2 separate regions of the Lactuca sativa genome follow, and region 2 is linked to region 1. A link is a contact called in public Hi-C data. All regions are on one chromosome and are shown on one strand. Each heading gives the region's core, a stretch centred on a gene start, on an enhancer-like site or on the middle of the called end of the contact. The rest is flanking DNA. Distances are from core to core; before and after follow the strand shown.

What was found. Hi-C and Micro-C count contacts between places; a contact is called where the count stands out from the background.
Region 2: a Hi-C map of bud shows a contact between it and region 1, with 9 times the contacts expected there. The contact joins the promoter of LOC111903529 here to the promoter of LOC111903530 in region 1. A contact is called at or near these places in 4 of 4 Hi-C or Micro-C datasets (bud, leaf and seed).

What each region holds. Positions count from the first base shown.
Region 1 is chr5:354,828,101-354,832,182 of Lsat_Salinas_v11, forward strand. LOC111903530 reads right to left here and starts at 2,279. Exons shown (of 2, transcript XR_008223814.1): 1 at 2,006-2,279.
Region 2 is chr5:354,989,039-354,993,120 of Lsat_Salinas_v11, forward strand. LOC111903529 (ethylene-responsive transcription factor-like protein At4g13040) reads left to right here and starts at 2,280. Exons shown (of 7, transcript XM_023899304.3): 1 at 2,280-2,544; 2 at 3,347-3,392; 3 at 3,815-3,939; 4 at 4,029-4,082. The coding sequence starts at 3,353.

The DNA of each region.
Region 1 (4,082 bases), core at 1,029-3,528:
TTTAAGTTTGATGTTGATTGGCTACCTAAAGCTCAAATATATGCATTCCCAAACAAGAATAAATCTTTAACATCAAAGAGGCTGTATTTACTACACGAGTCAAGACCAGAGAGACCTCGATAAGCTTTCGGGCTATTTCTGATGGTGTTGAAGAGAAGGGCATTCATGTCTTTTACACATACAAGAATTACCATAAAAAAGAGGCTAACAAATGAATGATTGGTGAACTAAATTAACTTTCTTAAAAAGTCAAAACATGTAAATGATGACTTATGTTTAAGAATACGCATGATTTGTTACTCATTCATGAAAGGCCTTTGTTCCTCAGTTTTTCTGAAGACGTCAACAAATAAAGAAAAGGCTTTGTTAGGATAAAACATCCGCTTTTTAACATAAAAGAAACATAATTTACAATGGATCAGTAAAATAAAACTGCATTATTCAAGACTCTGGCATATGAACATAAAGTTAAGCTCTAAAAAAATAAAAAATATATATTTGAACATGTCAAAAAAAACATATTGTTGGGAATTCTGTTGAAAGGTCGTGAGATTTTGTAGTCCCGATTAAACAGTAACTCAATTCCAATTACTCACTCCGATTTTATAACAAAAAAAAAAGTGGAGATCTCTGAGTTTTTTATCTGAGCACTCAGATTTTATTAAACAAATTTCTTTTCAATTTTTTTTAATCATAATCCAATTCCAGCTCTTTTCGTCTCTCTTTTTCCCTATAAATAGATATATAGATGGATGAAAATTATGTCATTCAACCCTCAAAAAGCTTCTAAACTTCTCTTCTATTATCTCATTCTTTCATATAAAATCATTTTGTTATTCCATTCAAGGCCGATTTTCACATCAAATTCGTACCGTTTAAGCAACGATCAACATGTGTCCAGCTAATTAGCACGTGGTCATGCGGGAGTAGGGTTTGATTTTAATTTGAATATTTTTATTATTGTTTGAACATTTTAGATTTTTAGGACTTATTTTATTTTTTTAATTCATTGAATTTTAGTGTGGAAACATTCAAAACAGTGTCGGTGTGTAAACGCAAAACTAATAAATTTTAACATGATACGATTTTTAGAATTCAAACATGAAACTAGAAGTGATTACTGTTTTCCAATTTATTAAAAACTTATTATTTTTTAGAGAAATTAAATATCCTCTACTCTTTGTTCCTACAAATCTTAAAAATAACATGTGTTACATTTAATGTGCATTTAATATTATTTTAATATACTAAAATCACACATGTCATCATTTAATTGATCATTTAATTGAATGGGTAGTAGGATTTATAGGAAAAAAAGTAGGAGGATATTTAATTTCTCTATTTTTTATTTAAAGTTCACGACTTTCTTACAATTAATTACATGTTTTCTTTTAGGATTAATTGGACTCTGTCAAATTTAGTCAAAAAAGCCTGAAATTAATTGAAAACTTCTTGTGTCTATCTTCTTTCTAGCATCTACATAGCATATGTGAGTGCCTTAAATGAACTGCTCTAATACAGAAGCTAAGATATAAGGTTAAGTGTGGAATGACATAAAAACCAAACTTCCTCCTAACCCTTTATCTTTTGAAAAAGAGAACTACAGTTAGATTTTTAGTTCAAATGTAGAACCTTCCCAATGCAGAATTGATATGGATTTCTTTCCAATTTAACAAGATTACTCTAATTGCAGCACTTGTTCTAAAGTTAAATCTTTTTGAAAGCTTTTTTTCTCTTAGAAGCTTAGCAATTTTCAAATAAAAAGACAAACATGTTTAGATCCATTTAACATCATAGTGCGGGTGTGACTCTTTATCTATCAAATTGAGTATCAATAAAAAGAAGAAGAAGAAAAACAGAATCCCCACCAAAAAACGATGAAATCATTAACTATCACACACTCCCGAACCCTCAAATAGAAAACCAACCAATGTACTATGAAATAGAAACCATAAACGAGAGACACAAATATCAAGTTCGAATGTTGAAATGGGTAAAAAGTTACCTTTTATCGGACGAACCTCCCTTCTGGCTCGGAAAGGATCGGAACAGCGGCGAGTTGACGTCGTAAATCATTGTCGTCCCGGCCAATGAATATCGGAAAATTTCAAGAAGCTATCTAATTATTTTCAGTTTCTTAGGTTTAAAACCCTAAAATTTGCAGCGTAAAGAAACTCACTGTAACGATTAATAGAAGAGATCCCTTAATAGAAAACAAAAATCCGGGTCGGTTCGAATTTTGTGTCAGCCGCCCCATCGTTTAGGATCGAGTTTATTAATATAAAATTGAAAATATCCATATCCATATCTCCTCTGTGTACTGACTCAGTATGGTCACATTTTATTTTTCATTTTGTTATCAGTTTTTCTTTATTTTTCTTTCACACGTCAAAAGATAAGAAATTGTTGTACTTTATTAGGGATCCAATTTTATTATCTTAATTTTTTAGGATAATTACAGTAAAATCCCTATATTTTGGCAAAAGTTTTAAAAAAGTCCTAATTTTTTTTTTTGAATGAAAAAACTCAATAAACCGGATAAACCGGACAATTTAGTCTTTATTATCCGGTGACCCTCATTTTCCCGGTTAAAGAAGTCTACATGGACTGGGCATGTTTAGGTGGACTTAACGAAACTTAAATATATACATCATTCGTTCCTTTCGTGCCCTAAAATCGGACCAGGCGAAAATCGAAGCAGGAGGAGGAGCCTCCAATGTCGTCTTCATCTTCTGTAAGAAGCAGAAGTTCAAATCGAAGAGTGATGAATCGACTGAGAAGCAGGTGATATTGCGGTGATCCCGTTGGAAAATGGACTTCGTGGACTCCCTTTAACCCAGGAAGAAGGTTTATAGGTTGCCCAAATTACCAGGATGCACTTAAAGACTGCAAGTTCTTCCAATGGGTGGATCCTCCTCTACCAAATCACTGGTATGCAAATCTCTTACTAGAATTTCACAACAATGTTAATTTGGAGAACAATGCAATTTTCAGGGACTATGGACAACAACAAGTTGAAGGGAAATTTTTTGAGGACGTTGTGGAACAACCAGTGGCAAATCAACCCGTGGAAGGAGTGGCCATTAAAGTACAGAATGGAGAACAAGGTGGAAAATGGAAATCTTTTTTTTATGTGTTCATGGTTTCTTTTGTTTTTGTGTTGGTGATGTTGAAGGATTTGTAGGATAGACAGAAGATGGATGGAAAATAGTGTGTTGGTGTCTTTTATGTGTTTTGATTGTGTTTTGGTGTCTTTTAGGATAGACAGAAGATGTATGGAAATCATGGTGTTTCCTTTTCTCAAGTGAAATGAATTAACAAGTTTATGTTTATGTATGAGTCATAAGTGCTTCGAATGTAATCATGAGTGAATAGAATGGAATGAAACAATGAATGGAATCATTAATTAATTGAATCAATAAACAATGGAATGAATATAGAATATAATCAAACATGTTTAATAAACAATGGAATCAATAATGATTGGAATCATGCATGACCGGAATCAAGTATGGTTGGAATCATGCATGATCGAAATCAATTATGGCAGGAATCAAACATGGTTGTAATCAATTAACATACACAATAGAATCAAATCAAACACAACATAAACATACACAAGTTAATCAAGTTAAAGATTCATTAACCATGTTTACCATAGAACATGTAATATTAACCAAAATTTTGTACAAAACATAATCAAGGGGCCCAAAGCCTATACTTTATATGGCTATCAACCATGGTTGCAGAAATCGGGATTAATCGTTTGACGTTCTCCAACCGTCGAGGATTAGGGTAGTAATCAGAAATTTAGGATTAATCGGGTTTGGCGGGATTAATCGGTCTTGGCGGGATTAATCGGTCAACAAAAGTCAAAAAAGTCGAAAAAAGTCAAAAAAAAATCGAAAAAAAGTCAAAAAAAAGAAAGGTCAAAAAATTTTATAATTTTTTTTAAAAAGTTCAAAAAACCAACTTTCTTTTTTTACTCCAAAATTTTCAAATTTTCTAAATTTCAAGTATTATACCAAAATGTTCATATTTTCGTATTTCCAAATTTCCAAATTACAACTTTTCTTATTTTC
Region 2 (4,082 bases), core at 1,030-3,529, 160 kb after region 1:
AGAGGAAATTTGGTCTTTAAAGAAGATTGTGAAGCTGGTTTCCATATCGAATGATGATGTGTTTGAGAATCTCCTTTAGAACTATCGATACAAGGTTATAAGAGTATATCATAGTAGTTGTGAGTTCACCATCACAAACTTCCTTTTGATGAATTTGAATGATCTTATCACTTTGGAATATCTTATTAAATCTCTTGATGAAAAGCAAGTGACTGCTAAGAGATTATTAAATCTCTTGATGAAAAGCAAGTGACTGCTAAGAGATCATATGTTATGGGATATGTTTATATCAATAACTTCATTGATTGCTATCCTGCACACCTTGGGGTTACTGGCTTTGAGATTGCTTAGGCCTACAACAAGTTTGGGAAGAATCCAAATGCAACATTAGATGGTGTGGATCTCGAACAGTATGATGATGGATAAATTATTTTGAAGCCTTTTGGTGTTATCTTTCAAGGGAAGAAGGTGAAGGGAAAAAGAAAAAGAAAACGTCTTTTATACTGATCTGAAAGAAATGTATTCTATATCAAATTTGACGAATATTTTTCTTAGAATTGCAAAGTGCAAGAAGAATTCTGATGGCGATAGGCAGAAGATAAGAAAGGTGGTATGTCAGTATTTAGAGACCAGGAATATACTGATGGATGCAGTAAAGATACTACCAACTGCTTAAAGACTTGAATACTCTTCACAAGCAAGGGGGGATGTAGACGATAGTTTTGTTGTGAAGATATTTGTTGTCGAACTCTTATGGTTTATATATCGATGTAGTGTCTTGTAGTTTATATTGAAGGTTACACACCTTCGATATATCTATGTATTTTAAAGAGAATGGTTATTGTAACACTTTGAATGTCGAAGTCTCTTTATACTTTTTGTGTTTGTTGAGGGTGCTATATATAATATTGTAGTGGAGGTTATAGATAACGCTTTTTAGTATTCACATTGTAACCTATACCTTTGTTATATCCAGACAATCAAGAGCTTAAACAGATTTATATACTCTTCGTGTTCATTTACTTTACGAAATCATTATTTGACTGAATTACTGACTCATCAGAATTTCAGACTTGTTTTTGAAATTCCAAACTTTTTTTTTTCCAAAATCCAAAATTTCAGTTCGAAATATGGAATGTTGGTCCGGAATTCAGTCTAAAATATATTTTTTTTGTCAGAAAAAAATGTTTTTTCTTGGTTTGAAATGCCCATTCCGGACCAAGTGATTATTTTTTATAAAAAAAATGTTATTTTCTTCAAATACATATTAAAATGTGATTAGATTACTTAGTTTCCCTTGAAATAATAATAATAATAATAATAATAATAATAATAATAATAATAATATACACAAACAAAAACTACTCATTGTTCCAAACTTAATTTTCTTTTTTAATAATAATGATGATTAACTTGAAACCAAAATCAAACACTAATTTATAAAATATATATTTACATTTATATTTAAATCTAAAGTTTGGATAAATGTTACTTAACTGCAAACAAAATTAAACATTACATCATGTTTAACATATCACCTGAAAAATTAGCATATCAATAAGTTATCTCAATCATCTAATAAAAAACTAGTATTTAAGTCAATTTATCAACAATTTTATAATCTGATCAAACACTAAATTATAATAATTGATAAATAAACTAGCTTATCTATGTATTTGCTAAACATGACCTAATTATTAATGCTCCAACAATGATTTCAATAGAAAAATCTAATATGATCATTTTAATCTTGTGATTTTCTTTACTCATGCGAAAATTAAATTTTGTTCGTATTGCAATTTAAAAGTAAACTTAAATAAATTAAAAATTATAAACTGCTATTCAAACCCTACACCATTGACATCGTCACATGAAAACAAAAATATATATGAATAAGAAAGATGATGCCATTGGCATCCACACAAATTTTGTTTACAAAACATGTACATGTGATACAAAAAGTCACATTTTGGTTGGTTTTCTGTAAATAACTCTAAGCCCAAGGGGAATTGTGTAGAAATGGGCAAAGAAAATTCAAAAAGTTGAGCAGTAGCATAAGGATAATATGGTAAATTTGACCAAAGAAAACCTAAGACCCACAAACACAAAGGGTGTTACAACTTACAGCCTTCTTTAAAGCTCAAAACTTGTTTAAGTAAATTACACAATTACCCTCATTCAACACACTTTCTCTCTCTACAAAAACATTACAATCAAACCACCACCCTTGACCTCTCTCTCCCTTTCTACACAACAAAACATAATGAGAGGTGAAATAAAAACAAAAGGTGGTAGATGCATGAGCAACTACAATTCCCCTCTTTCTATCTCTCCAACTCTTTCTCTCTCTCTTCACTCTTTCTCTCTCTCTCTCTCTCTATATAATAATATACATATATAGATATATCTATATCTCAACTTTCTCTCTCCAACCTCACCACCTTGCCTTTGTAATCCTCTTCACTATCATCCAGATCAAAACCCCTGTTGATTTCGTGACCTTTCTTGGTTTTTGCGCTGTTTTCACCACCTTCGCAGTCGCAGGTATCTACAACACAAAGACTCTAACTTCGTTTACAATGTCTGTACTTCGCTGCGCCCCCACCACTCTGTTCTACCTATAAACCCAAAATTAGGGGCTTTCTTCCAAATCGTTCATCAACGTTAATTTGTGTAGATGATATGATCGTTTCTTTTCTTCAAGTTTTTTAGTTAATTAATCTGTTTTGGTTTGTGGGTTTTTTCTTGATTGATTGGTAAGTAGGGGTTAAGACTTCGTTTTTGTTGGGCCTTCGTCCATAAAAGGTGGTAGGTTGGTGGGTTGACTTATTTTATGAACACAAATGAAGCTTTTTTCCTGATTTTTTTTCCCTCGATCGAGATTCTCTTTCTATTTGGCAGGATGTTTGCTCTATTTGAGGTTATAATTTCTTGTGGGGTTCCCACGTTTTTGGGTTTTCTTGATTTAAGTTGGTCTGTTCAACTTTGGAAATTCAAACATTTTCCCCATCTGGGGTTCGAATTATGAGCAAGATTACGAGGTTTTGTCACCTTTTGTCCCATGTTCTTGTAATTATTTCGGTGATTCATCACCCATGAAGTGGGGCTGACTCGATATTTCTCCCATGTCCTTTCCTGTACATTTGAAATCGACCTTTTGGTGTTCGATCAAATGCTTCAGTGCTTTCATAGTTAAGATCCTCAAACCCCTTTGTTGTCCTGCTTTTGTAGTTAAGATCCTCAAACTTTATGTGCTAATGTGGCTCTTGTTTTTGTCATATTTAACTTTTTTTTTCTTTGTTTATAACTTGGACTTCTTTCTTTGATTTGTTTAAGATTGTGATAGGAAGCTATGGTGAGCATTCGTCGACAAAGATTGATCAAGCTTTATGGTACTTCTTCAAATTAACCAACTTTTTGTTATAATGTAGATATCGTGAGGCTTACTTGTTATTTTAGACAGGGTGAAAATCCTTATTTATGCAACAATGTTTCACCCTTTTAGACATTTCACTATAGGACCAAAATGTGGAACATTTTAACTATAACCTCCAAAATTTGTGTCGGTTGCATAAATTGTTACAAAAAGCGAAACATTGTTTCATAAAAAAAAAAAAAAAAAAAAAAAAAAAAAAAAAAAAAAACACTTTGTTGCATAAATTGAGAAAAAGGTGAAACTTTGTTGCATAAACATACGTCTTAACCCATTCAGCTATATACAAACCACTTACTTAATTGATTCATTTGTGAATCTTGAATGCATAAAGAATTTTGAATCATGCATTTGTTGATAATTTGCTTTGGTGAATGTCAGGGAGAAGTCCTTCTCTAGATTTGATATCATCATTTGAAAACGGACATTCTCCTGGTGGTGGTTGGGTCCAACATGGCAGACAGGTCAGCATGCATCCAACACCTTTGGTTGACCGATCTACAGAGGTACATGATAAAATATAACTTTGTTTTCATAAATGGCATAAAGTTGTATCTTTGTTATCTTATACTTGATAACTTGATTGATGTTTTAGCAGGAGAAAACAAAGTGTGAAGAACCTGAATCCTTAAATGTTAATGAATCGAGC